Linked DNA regions of Pan troglodytes: region 2 is linked to region 1. A link is a contact called in public Hi-C data. All regions are on one chromosome and are shown on one strand. Each heading gives the region's core, a stretch centred on a gene start, on an enhancer-like site or on the middle of the called end of the contact. The rest is flanking DNA. Distances are from core to core; before and after follow the strand shown.

What was found. A called contact is a pair of places that touch in the nucleus more often than the background predicts.
Region 2: a contact with region 1 is called in a Hi-C map of induced pluripotent stem cells, with 2.4 times the contacts expected there. The contact joins the promoter of NSA2 here to the enhancer-like site in region 1. A contact is called at or near these places in 1 of 7 Hi-C or Micro-C datasets (induced pluripotent stem cells) and 1 of 1 datasets of contacts at active chromatin or transcription factors (stem cell-derived excitatory neurons).

The regions. Positions count from the first base shown.
Region 1 is chr4:41,146,716-41,152,734 of NHGRI_mPanTro3-v2.0_pri, forward strand. No RefSeq gene overlaps it. Among named protein-coding and RNA genes, the nearest start is that of FAM169A, 37 kb to the right of the region's middle. Within about 2 kb of position 2,801, at least 1 of the 24 cell types and tissues checked has an H3K27ac peak or open chromatin away from gene starts, as enhancers often do. A contact at or near this core is called in induced pluripotent stem cells, where this site is marked.
Region 2 is chr4:41,281,894-41,288,524 of NHGRI_mPanTro3-v2.0_pri, forward strand. NSA2 (NSA2 ribosome biogenesis factor) reads right to left here and starts at 5,152. Exons shown (of 6, transcript NM_001246638.2): 1 at 5,072-5,152; 2 at 3,317-3,504; 3 at 3,071-3,221; 4 at 1,630-1,809. The coding sequence starts at 5,074. GFM2 (GTP dependent ribosome recycling factor mitochondrial 2) reads left to right here and starts at 5,281. Exons shown (of 21, transcript XM_001150063.6): 1 at 5,281-5,497.

The DNA.
Region 1 (6,019 bases), core at 1,551-4,050:
ACTGCACTCCAGCCTGGGCGACAGAGCGAGACTCTGTCGCAAAAAAAAAAAAAAAAAAAAAAAAAAAAAAGTCTGCAGTAACAAAAATAGCATGGTACTGGTACCAAAACAGATATATAGACCAATGGAATAGAACAGGGGCCTCAGAGAAAACATCACACATCTATAACCATCTGATCTTTGACAAACCTGACAGAAACAACCAATAGGGAAAGGATTCCCTATTTAATAAATGGTGTTGGGAAAACTGGCTAGCCATATGCAGAAACCTGAAACTGGATCCCTTCCTTACATCTTATACAAAAATTAACTCAAGATGGATTAAAGACTTAAGCACAAGGCCTAAAACCATGAAAACCCTAGAAGAGGGGCTGGGCATGGTGGCTCATGCCTGTAATCCCAGCACTTTGGGAGGCCAAGGTGGGCGGATCACCTGAGGTCGGGAGTTCGAGACCAGCCTGACCAACATGGAGAAACCCCGTCTCTACTAAACATACAAAAAAAATAGCTGGGCATGGTGGCACATGCCTGTAATCCCAGCTACTCAGGAAGTGGGAGGCTGAGCCAGGAGAATCGCTTGAACCTGGGAGGTGGAGGTTGCGGTGAGCCAAGATCGCGCCACTGCACTCCAGTCTGGGCAACAAGAGCGAAACTCGGTCTCAAAAAAAAAAAAAAAGAAAATCCTAGAAGAAAACCTGGGCAATACCATTCAGCACATAGGCATGGGCAAAGACTTCATGGTGAAAACACCAAAAGCAATAGCAACAAAAGCCAAAATTGACAAACGGGATCTAATTTAAGAGCTTCTGCACAGCAAAAGAAACTATCATCAGAGTGAACAGGCAACCTACAGAATGGGAGAAAATTTTTACAATCTATCCATCTGACAAAGGGCTAATATCCAGAATCGACGAAGAACTTAAACAAATTCACAAGAAGAAAACAAACAACCCCATCAAAAAGTGGGCGAAGGATATGAACAGACATTTCTCTAAAGAAGACATTTATGCAGCCAACAAACATATGAAAAATACCTCATCATCACTGGTCATTAGAGAAATGCAAATCAAAACCACAATGAGATACCATCTCACTCCAGTTAGAATGGCAATCATCAGAAAGTCAGGAAACAACAGATGCTAGAGAGGATGTGGAGAAATAGGAATGTTTTTACACTGTTGGTGGGAGTATAAATTAGTTCAACCATTGTGGAAGACAGTGTGGTGATTACTTAAGGATCTAGAACTAGAAATACCATTCGACCCAGCAATCCCATTACTGGGTATATACCCAAAGGATTATAAATTATTCTACTGTAAAGACACATGCACACATATGTTTATTGCGGCACAGTTCACAATAGCAAAGACTTGGAATCAACCCAAATGCCTATCAATGATAGACTGGATAAAGAAAATGTGGCACATATACACCATGGAATACTATGCAGCCATAAAAAAGGATGAGTTCATGTCCTTTGCAGGGCCATGGATGAAGGTGGAAACCATCATTCTCAGCAAACTAACAGGAACAGAAAACCAAACACCGCAGGTTTTCACTCATAAGTGGGAGTTGAACAAAGAACACATGGACACGGGAGTGGGCATCACACACCAGGGCCTGCTGGGGGATGGGAGGCTAGGGGGTGGATAGCGTTAGGAGAAATGCCTAATGTAGATTACAGGTTGGCCGGGCATGGTGGCTCATGCCTGTAATCCCAGCACTTTGGGAGGCCAAGGCGGGCGAATCATGAGGTCAGGAGTTCAAGACCAGCCTCACCAATATGGTGAAACCCCGTCTTTACTAAAAATACAGAAATTAGCTGGGTGTGGTGGTGTGTGCCTGTAATCCCAGCTACTCGGGAGGCCGAGGCAGGAGAATCACTTGAACCCGGGAGGTGGAGGTTGCAGTTGAGCCGAGGTTGTGCCACTGCACTCCAGCCTGGGCAACAGAGTGAGACTCCATCTCAAAAAAAAAAAAAATTTACAGGTTGTTGGGTGCAGCAAACCACCATGGCACACATGTAGCTATGTAACAAACCTGCACATTCTGCACATGTACCCCAGAACTTAAAGTATAATTAAAAAGAAAATCTTAAAAAAAAAAAAGAAACTCACCTATTTTAAGTGTACAATTCAATGATGGTTAACAAACTTACAGACTGTTCATCACTGCAATCCAGTTTTAGAATATTTATGAATATTTGTATAATCCTAAAAAAAACCATCATGCTCGTTAGCAGTCAACCCCTGTTCCCACTGCAGCTCCAAGGCCATCACAAATGTACTCTTTTTTCTCCATAGATTTGTCTTTTCTGAACATTTCTATAAAAGTGATCATACAGTGTGTGGTCTTTTGTGCCTGGTTCCTTTCACTCATAATTATTTTCAGGTTCATCTATGTTTTAGCATTTATAAATAGTTCAGTCCTTTCATTTCTGAATAAGTATTCCATTGTATGGATAGAACACATTTTGTTTCTCTATTCATCATTGGATGGATATGTGGGTGGTTTCCACTTTGTAGTTATTACGTATAATGCTGCTATGAACATTCATGTATAGATTTTTGTATAGAAATATGTTTTCATTTCACTGGGGTAAATACCTAAGAATGAAATTGCTGGATCATATGGTAAACATATTGCTTTAAAATGTTGATTTTATTTTTATCCAGGTATGGAGAGGCCAACAGATCAGGAGATGACTGCTCTTGAAAAGACAGACTGAGACAGTTCCCAGGACAGGAGAGTGTGTGCTCCACCATGCCAGGCCACATGGGGGAGCGGCAGGGTCAGTCGGGACAGCGGGAGCAAGAGCCTTTATTCTGGTTTCCCCAGGAACAGGTGAGGCCAGGTAAGCAGGTTTAGGATTGGCCAATTTGAACTGAACTCTGGGGCATAGAGAATATTTGTAATTATCTGGCACCCAGCCCTGAGGTGATTAGGGCAGGGGAATAGTGGCAAGATGTGTGAGAGCTCAACTGAGGAGGTAATTAGGAAATAGGCTTAGGATTCATTGGTTTGCACATGGAAGATGAGTTGTTTGCTATTTCTAGGTGTTGGCTAGCCCTGGGAGTTGCAGTCTACACAGGATCTGTAAGGCCCCTGATGTCAAAACATCAGAATAAAAAGCCATGTTTAGTACACATGTTTAACTTTTTAAGAAACTGGCAAACTTTTATCCAAAGTAGCTACAACATTTTACTTTGTCTCAGCCATGAAGGAAGGTTCCATTTTCTCTACATCTTCACGAACACTAGTTATTGTCTGTCTTTTCAACTAAAGCCATTCTAGTAGGTGTGAAATGGTAGGCAGCTCATTGTGGTTTTAATTTGCAAATTTGCATTTCCCTAATAACTGATGATGTTAAGCACCTTTTCTTTTCTTCTTTTTTTTATTTTTTTATTTTTTTTAGATGAAGTCTCACTCTGTTGCCCAGGCTGGAGTGCATCGGTGCGATCTCAGCTTACTGGGATCTCCTGGGTTCAAGCAATTCTGCCTCAGCCTCCCGAGTAGCTGGGATTACAGACGTGTACCACCATGACTGGCCAAGCATCTTTTCATATGCTTTTTATCCATTCCTATATCTTCTTTAGTAATGTCTGTTGAAAAATTTGCCCATTTATTTTAACCAGGTTGTTTGTCTTCTTGTTATTGAGTTTTAAGAATTCATTATATGGCCGAGTGTGGTGGCTCACGCCTGTAATCCCAACACTTAAGAGGTGGAGGCGGGCAGATTACTTGAGGTTAGGAGTTCAAGACCAGTCTGGCCAACGTGGTGAAACCCTGTCTCTACTAAAAGCACAAAAATTAGCCGGGCATTCTGGCGTGGGCCTGTAGTTCCAGCTACTGGCGAGGCTGAGGCAGGAGAGTCACTTGAATTCGGGAGGCAGAGGTTGCAGTGAGCCCAAGATCACACCACTGCACTCCAGCTTGGGTGACAGAGCAAGACTCTGTCTCAAAATAAATAAATAAATAAATAAATAAATAAATAAATAAATAAATAAAAAGAGTTCTTTATATATTCTGCAATCAGGTATATCATTTATTTTATCATGGCATAACAGCTAGGTTCCAAGAAAGAGCACTGTAAGAGGCAGAAAGTAGAAGCTATCAGTCCTTGCAGGGCCTGGGCTTAATGACCAGAATGTCCCTTCTGCCACATTCTCTTGATCAGGGCCAGTTACAAGGTCAGCCCAGAGGAGAGGAGAAGGAAACTCCTCTTCTTGTTATCAGGAGCAGAATGCACATACACGAAGAACATGCATTGATGGTGGCCGTCTTTGGAGACTGGCTGCTGCTACCCTTTCAAGTACTTAGAAATTCTAATATTTGTAAGACAGTAAACATATAAGTATGGTGGATGTTAAGTTGTTTTAAATGGTCCAATATAATTTCTAAACTTATTAAAACTCTCTTACAACTCAACTCAAAATTCCAAATCTAAATCAATTACTCATTCATTCTAAATTGGGACCACAAAGCTGGTCTCTTAGATACTCCAATTTGCCAAATTTTCTTAAACACTACAGGGACTTTAAGTACCAAACATATACAGATCATTCTTTTTAGCAGACAGACTGTAAGGTAAGTGCCCGTGATTCCTTATCTCTTGGTATTCATGCTTTGCCACACTCCCTGCCCTTGAGTGTTGGCAGGACTGGTGATGGGATGTCAGTCCCTTGATCAGGTTGTATTATATGGAAAAGATGATGGGATGTCACTCCTGTGATTATGTTATGTTACGTTTGTTTTGTTGTTATGTTATGTTATGTTATGTTATGTTATGTTATGTTATGTTATGTTATGTTATATGAGACTCTGTTTCAGCAGACAGAAGTGAAATGCTCCTTGTGGGCCTGATGGAATAAGCAGGCATGTTGGAGAAGCCTGTGTGGTAAGGAACTGCGGACTCTTCTAGGAACCTGTGGATGCCTCTAGAACCTGATACAGGCCTCCAGCCAACAGCCAGCAAAAAGCCAGGGTCCTCAGCTGCAAAACAGCAAGGAATTGATTTCTGCTAACAACCTGAATGAGCTGGGAAGTGAATTTTCCCTCAGTTGAGCCTCTAGATCAAAATACAACCAGTAACTCGAGCACAGCTTTGTAAGGGCCTGAGCAGAAGACCCAGCCTAGGCTCCTCATCCACAGAAACTATGCAGTAATACACGTAAGCCACTGGGTTTGTGGTAATTAGTTATACAACAATAAAAAACTGATGTCCTTTTTTTTTTTTTTTTTTTGAGACGGAGTTTCGCCCTGTCACCCAGGCTGGAGTGCAGTGGCGTGGTCTCGGCTCGCTGCAAGCTCCGCCTCCCAGGTTCATGCCATTCTCCTGCCTCAGACTCCGGAGTAGCTGGGACTACAGGCGCCCACCACCACCCGTGGCTAATTTTTGTATCTTTAATAGAGACAGGGTTTCACTGTGTTAACCAGGATGGTCTCGATCTCCTGACCTCGTGATCCGCCCGCCTTGGCCTCCCAAAGTGCTGGGATTACAGGCGTGAGCCACCGCGCCCAGCCTAATAATGTATTTTTAATCTTAACATAAGAATATTAATATTATAGATGTAATATACTTTTTGTTTTTTTTGAGACGGAGTCTAGCTCTGTCCCAGGCTGGAGTGCCCTGGCAGGATCTTGGCTCACTACAATCTCTGCCTCCCGGGTTCAAGCTATTCTCCTGCCTCAGCCTCCCGAGTAGCTGGGATTACAGGCATGCGCCACCATACCTGGCTAATTTTTGTATTTTTGTATTTGAGATGGACTCTCACTCTGTCACCCATACTGGAGTGCAGTGGCGTGATCTTGGCTCACTGCAAACTCCACTTCCCAGATTCAAGCCATTCTCCTGTCTCAGCCTCCTGAGTAGCTGGGACTAAGCACGTGCCACCACGCCTGGCTAATTTTTGTATTTTTAGTAGAGACAGGGTTTCGCCATATTGGTCAGACCGGTCTTGAACTCCTGACTTCAGGTGATCCACCTATCTCGGCCTCCCAAAGTGCTGGGATTACAGGT
Region 2 (6,631 bases), core at 3,902-6,401, 140 kb after region 1:
ATATTTTAATCTATTAAAAATTACTCACGTTGGCCGGGCACGGTGGCTCATGCCTGTAATTCCAACACTTTGGGAGGCTAAGGTGGGCGGATCACGGAGATCGAGACCATCCTGGCTAACACGGTGAAACCCCGTCTCTACAAAAAAATACAAAAAAATTAGCCGGGCGTGGTAGCGGGCACCTATAGTCCCAGCTACTCGGGAGGCTGAGGCAGGAGAATGGCGAGAACCCGGGAGGCGGAGCTTGCAGTGAGCCGAGATCGTGCCACTGCACTCCCGCCTGGGCTACAGAGGGAGACTCCGTCCCAAAAAAAAAAAAAAAAAATTACTCAGGTTGAACACTAGGATTTTGGCATGTTGCAACTTTCCTCTCTCTGATACTTGGTTTTTTTGAGGCTGTGTATCTAACTGGGAGAATAGTTCAGTCTCTTTGAAGGGATTTTGCAAAAATATATCTTCAACTATGTTTCTCCCCAGGGGTGGGGAAGTTTGGGGTCACATTACTATTGCTGCCTTCAACAGAAATTAAGCTATATTAAGTTATCTTCCTTTTTTCAAAGATTTTCTTTTTTTTTCTTTTGAGACAGAATCTTGCTCTGTCCCCCAGGCTGGAGTGCAGTGGCATGATCTCCACTCACTGCAAGCTCTGCCTCCCAGGTTCACGCCATTCTCCTGCCTCAGCCTCCCAGGTAGCTGGGACTACAGGCGCCCGCCACCATGCCCGGCTAATTTCTTGTATTTTTTTTTTTTAGTAGAGATGGGGTTTCACAGTGTTAGCCAGGATGGTCTTGATCTCCTCACCTCGTGATGTGCCTGCATCAGGCCTCCCAAAGTGCTGGGATTACAGGCGTGAGCCACCGCGCCCGGCTTTTCAATGATTTTCAAGAGCATTTAGATACTTTCCTTATCAAACTGGAATTGACTCTTATAAAACAGTCCTACTCAGGTTTTCGAACTGCTGTCAAAGACAAGAAGTGTTTTGAGACCTAGACAATATCAGGCATATTGTAGATCACTAGTTCAATGAGGAAAATATGACTGTGGAAAATGAAGATTCTAATATGTCATGTTTAAAAGTCAGAATTCACTGACAATGTCTTATGATACTACTTTTTCAAATCTCTCACGAAGCTGAAAAGATTTTTTGTTTTTTTGAGACGGATTTTTGCTCTTCTTGCCCAGGCTGGAGTGCAATGGCGTGATCTCAGCTCACTGCAACCTCCGCCTCCCAGGTTCAAGCGATTCTCCTGCCTCAGCCTCCCTAGTAGCTGGGATTACAGGCGCCCGCCACCACGCCCAGCTTATTTTTTGTATTTTTTAGTACAGATAGGGTTCCACTACATTGGCCAGGCTGGTCTTGAACTCCTAACTTCAGGTGATCCACCCACCTCAACCTCCCAAAGTGCTGGGATTACAGGTGTGAGCCACCGCACTGGGCTAAAGATTTTTGACTAGTGGAAAAAGTACTAAATAACTTCTGTCAATAACTTAAAATAACAGAAATTGCATAAAAATATCTTTCAACCTGTTCCACATCAATTTAAAGAATTTCAGGAAATGATAATGTTCTTTATCCGATTTAACAAAGTGAACTAATATTTCGGTCATTACACTCTTCCAAGGACTTACCATTGGCCTGATGAATCTTTCATATTTAGGTGGTTTTCTTGTAAAGCCATCTCCAACAAAGCACACTTTAGTAACCATTCTCTTCCATGCCTTCTTCTTTCTCTTTCCTGTTCGAATAACTTTTAATACTTCTGTTTCTCCCTGGGCACGTACTTTAGGCAGAGGGACTTCCCATTTTCCCTAAAAATATGCCACAGTTAAAAGTTTATATTGTTATTAAAGGACAATGAGAATAAGTCAAATATGTTTTAGTTGTACAAAGTAATAGATCTATTTTTTTTGCTTGACCATCAACACATTTTTGGCTCAACCGTCTTCTAGAGGTCTGTATTGTCTCATAAGCTGCAAATTAAACAGAACAAGTTTATATATCATGGGTATGTTAAATAAATGGTTGGCTTAAGCTAAAAATCTTAATGCTGTGTTATGGGTAAGAAACCTGTAATGTGGTGGTGATTTTTTTTTGTTTGTTTTTAGATGGAGTCTCGCTCTGTTGCTCAGGCTGGAGTGCAGTGGTACAATCTTGGCTCACTGTGCAGCCTCCGCCTCCTGGGTACAAGCAATTCTCCTGTCTTAGCCTCCCGAGTAGCTGGGACTACAGACACACACCACCACACCCAGCTAATTTTTGTATTTTTAGTAGAGGTGGGGTTTCACCACATTGGTCAGGCTGGTCTTGAACTCCTGACCTCAGGTGATCCACCTGCCTTGGCTTCCCAAAGTGCTGGGATTACAGGCGTGAGTCACGGTGCCCAGCCGATAGTGACTTCTATAAGCAGTATATGTGTTTACTAATGTTTAATAGCATAACACTGGAAGAGTGTTTCCACCTCTTAATATGTCTCTGTATTTCTTCCCGAGATGGATCTGTAATCACTAGCAAGACAAAATCCTCACCAGATGTTTTATGCCTCCCTTGAGTGCAAATTCTATGAAAAAACTGAAATAGTGTAAGGCAGTAAAAATAATTCTTTAAATATAAATACTGCATATTCTTTTATCTGGATTTCTGCTAATCTATTTACAGGTGTTTTAAAAAGCCACATTTTTTGTGACAACTCAGGGAGTTTTCCACCATTCTACTTTTTAACCAAGTTTGGCACTACAGGGCAGCACAAATAAGAAGCATTTGTATTTTTCTTTATGACTGCATAGCACTGTGGGTTTTCAAACAGGAAGACAAATATTGAATTTGAAATTCACTCCTTACCAGCTTTTAAATTTCATATGGCATTCTAATAAATTTTTTTTAAAACTTAAATTTTAAAACCTTATGATGAGAAAGCAAGTTTTTAATTAAATTTACAAAGACTTCAACATCTAAATAATGGGAATAACAGCTGTACTTCATGTTTGAAATTAAACCGAGAAACAAGAACCTCAAATTTGAATTTAAGTAATTCTCCTAAACAAAACAAAGACTTGAATTGTTATTGCTTACCGCCTTCTCTTTTCTTTTCTGTTTAATCATATTGGAAAGTACTTTAGCTCGAGATTGTCCCTCTCTGTCCAGCAGATAGGCAGGTACTGCTCCCTGTGGTGTCTTTTCATCATTCTTTTGTTTGGTGTTTCTCTTTTCATGCATCTTGATACTACCAAGAAGGAAAAAAGATTCAAGATTATCTGTTTTAATAATGATTACTCAAAAGATGTTAACTTGTTATGACAAATAAATGAGACCACTTACGTCTTTTTCATTTGTATTTTCTCAGCATGACGCTGTTTATGGTAAAGCTTAGCCTTCAGACCAATCATTTTCTTTGCCTTCTTTGAACGTTCATGAGCCTCTCGACTTTCCTTCTTTCTCTTTTTCTCATGGTAATCCAAACGGTATCCATAGCGTTTACGGTGTAATTCAATATATTCATTCTGTGGCTATAATGATGGAAGAAATATTATTTTAATTTTTTAAAGTACTGACAATCATTCTAAAATGCTTTCTTTTACATAGCACAAAGACCCTGTTTCATCCAAATGTTCACTTACTTAAATGATTCTTGCACCATTAAGTTTATTCACATGATGTAAGTTAAATTTTGGTCTTGAATGATATGAGGCATCAGGACTTACATCTCTAATAATCTCATTAGGGAGTGGTCCAAAATCTACTGGACCACAAAAGGGATGAACTGATTACAGTATCTTTTTTCCTTGACATAATTTGCTTTTTTAATAACACCTTCATTTCACATTTAAAAAATTTAAGTCAGTTTTATTGAAGCATAATTTACACACAGTAAAACCTGTCCTTTTTAGGTATACAGTTCTAAGTTTTTCCTAACTACACAGTTCTGTAACCACCACAATCAAAATACAGAGAATTTCCATTTCCCCCTAAAATTCCCTATGTAACTTTTAAGTCAATCCTCTTTCCCAACTCTCAGTTTGATACCTATCCCTACAGTTTCGCCTTTCCCAGACTGAAACAGGGATCAACAGTAGTACATAGCCTTTTGAATCTGGTTTCTTGCTTTTGGGATTCACCCAATTTGCTGCAGGTATAGGAACTTCAATCCTTTTTATTGTTGAGTAGTATGCTATTGTATGGATACACCACTGTTTACCCGCTGACCAGATGATAGGTATCAGGGTTGTTCCCAGTTTTGGGTGATTACGAATAAATCTGCAATAAACAACTGCATGCAAGTCTTCATGTGGACGTGTGTTTACTGCCAGACCGTTTTCCAAAAGTGCATTATTTTTCTTTTCACCAGCAATGTATGGGATGCTTTTTGCATTTTAGACACGTTTTAAACACGCGGCCAGGCGTGAGTCTATTCGTATTTTAAGGCTGCAAAAATAAAAATGATACAAAGCCAAGTCCAGCACAGAGAGCAATGTTAAGTAACAACCAACAAGGTGTGCTGCTACCAACTGCTATCACATAAACTTTGCAGCCATCACATGAAGGGTGTATGGAATGCCATTTTGCAAAGAAACGCAGATTATAGAGACGTAACAGAAAGAGAAAGGACCTGGCAGTTAGATCTGGGCCGTTAAGCCCGGCTTCGCAATTCATTAGCTGTCTGGTCTTTGGCAAGGACGCCTTCAGTTTCCTCAGCAGTAAAATGAAGGGAGCGGGACTGACATCTAAGATTGTACAAGGCACAACCATATTCCCATTAGGCTCTGGGGCTGATAACCACGCTTGTGGTGAAATCAGGAATTTTTAGGACTCTTAGCGGTGGATCAAAAAGAAAAAAGAAAACAGGACAGAGTAAAATCTTGCTCCAAAGCTTGTGTTCTGGCAAATACCGTCTGTGTCTCGAATGTGAAGTTGTTTCCACTCCTCAGAGCCCACCCCACGGGTCTACCATCCTTTTCTCTTGGCAGTTCTCATTTCCGCCTACCACCACTCACCCCCTACCCCAGCGCCCCAGAGTCCTCAGGTCCCACTAACTCAGACGCTGTGTGTCGCGAGCGTCCGAGGCATCCTCCTTACCATGGTGACGGCCGCAGAGCCGCCAGGAGCAGCCCCTGGAGTGCGAAAACGCTCTCAATTTTCGGGTCTCAAAGACCCACAAGCCCACGCCACGCAGGCCGGGACAGGAAAGGGTCACCCTTTAAAACGGCCGAGTGAAGAGCAAGAACCACGCAGCGGTTCCGAGCCTCTGTTTTCCGCTTTTAGCTAGGAGGACGGAAGTTGCTGGCAGGCGGCATTTGGCCGGTACACCGCCGGAAGTGTGGAGGTGTGGCTGCCCGAGGCGGTAGAGCGGAGAAAGCCTATTTTCTTTTCGTTTAGATACATTGCCTTTTGCCTAGGCTGGCGTCGAGACTTGAGGCCGTTGCAGACTTTGGCGCGGCTCGCGCCTCCTGCTTCAACAGCCCAGCGGTGAGAGCTGGCCTGCGGCACGCGGCCTAATGCCAGGTGAGTACTGCTCCGAGCTGTGAGACATCGCGCGCCTGTGACCCTGTCACAGCGCTGGGTACCGCTGACCTTTCAGGCTGCGACGGACACAGCCAGCCACGGAGGAGGACAACAGGGCCTCCGGACTCCCCTCGGTGTTCGCTCAGTATGGAAGTTTTTCTCTATCATTCGGCGAAGTCGACTCATCTTTGTTCCGGTCACTCTGTGTAATGTGTGCATGATTGTGAAGGATACTGAGGAATGAAAACTTAGTGTACAGAAAAATGGAACTACTGGGCCTTTGCAGCTGTTAGAAAAGAAGAAGATAACATTCTGGTTTTTTGGAGGTACAGGACTGATTCCAGAAATTTCTGAGGCATTTTGGTGCACCGAATCAAATGCTGAGTGGACTTGTATTTAGTGGCCCCCTAGTGTCAAGAAGTAATTAACTACCAGAAAGTACGTCTACTTAAATACACTGCCAGGTTTACCCTTTTACTGCACAGTTGCAGAAGTTCCCTTAATTACTTCACAGCTTGCAGCGTGATTCAGTTGATGAACAAAAAGAACTGTACCAAAAGAATACTTTCATTAATTCTTAGTGCTTGTATTTGAGGCAGTATTTTGTTTTTGTTTTTATGGGTATTTTGAGACGGCATCTCGCCCAGTCGCCCAGGCTGGAGTGCAGGGGCGCGAGCTCGGCTCACCGCAGCCTCGACCTCCCGGGATCAAGCGATCCTCCGACCTCAGCCTCAAAAGTAGCGAGCTACAGGCTCGCGCCACGAAGCCTGGCTGATTTTTGTAGTTTTTGTAGAGATGAGGTTTCACCGTGTTGCCCAGGCTGGTCTCGAACTCCCGGGTACGAGCGATCCACCCGCCTCGGCCTCCCAAAGTGTGGCTTGAGCCACAGCGCCCGGCTTTGAGGCAGTTTTTGTTTTGTTTTGAGACGGAGTTTCAATCTTGTCGCACAGGCTGGAGTGCAAATGCGCCATCTCGTCTCACTGCAACCTCTGCCTCCCGGGTTCAAGCGATTCCCCTGGTTCAGCCTCCCAAGTAGCTGGAATTATAGGCGCTCGCCACCACACCCAGCTAATATTTTTGTATTTTTAGTAGAGACGGGGTTTCACCATGTTGGTCGGGCTGGTTTCGAACTCC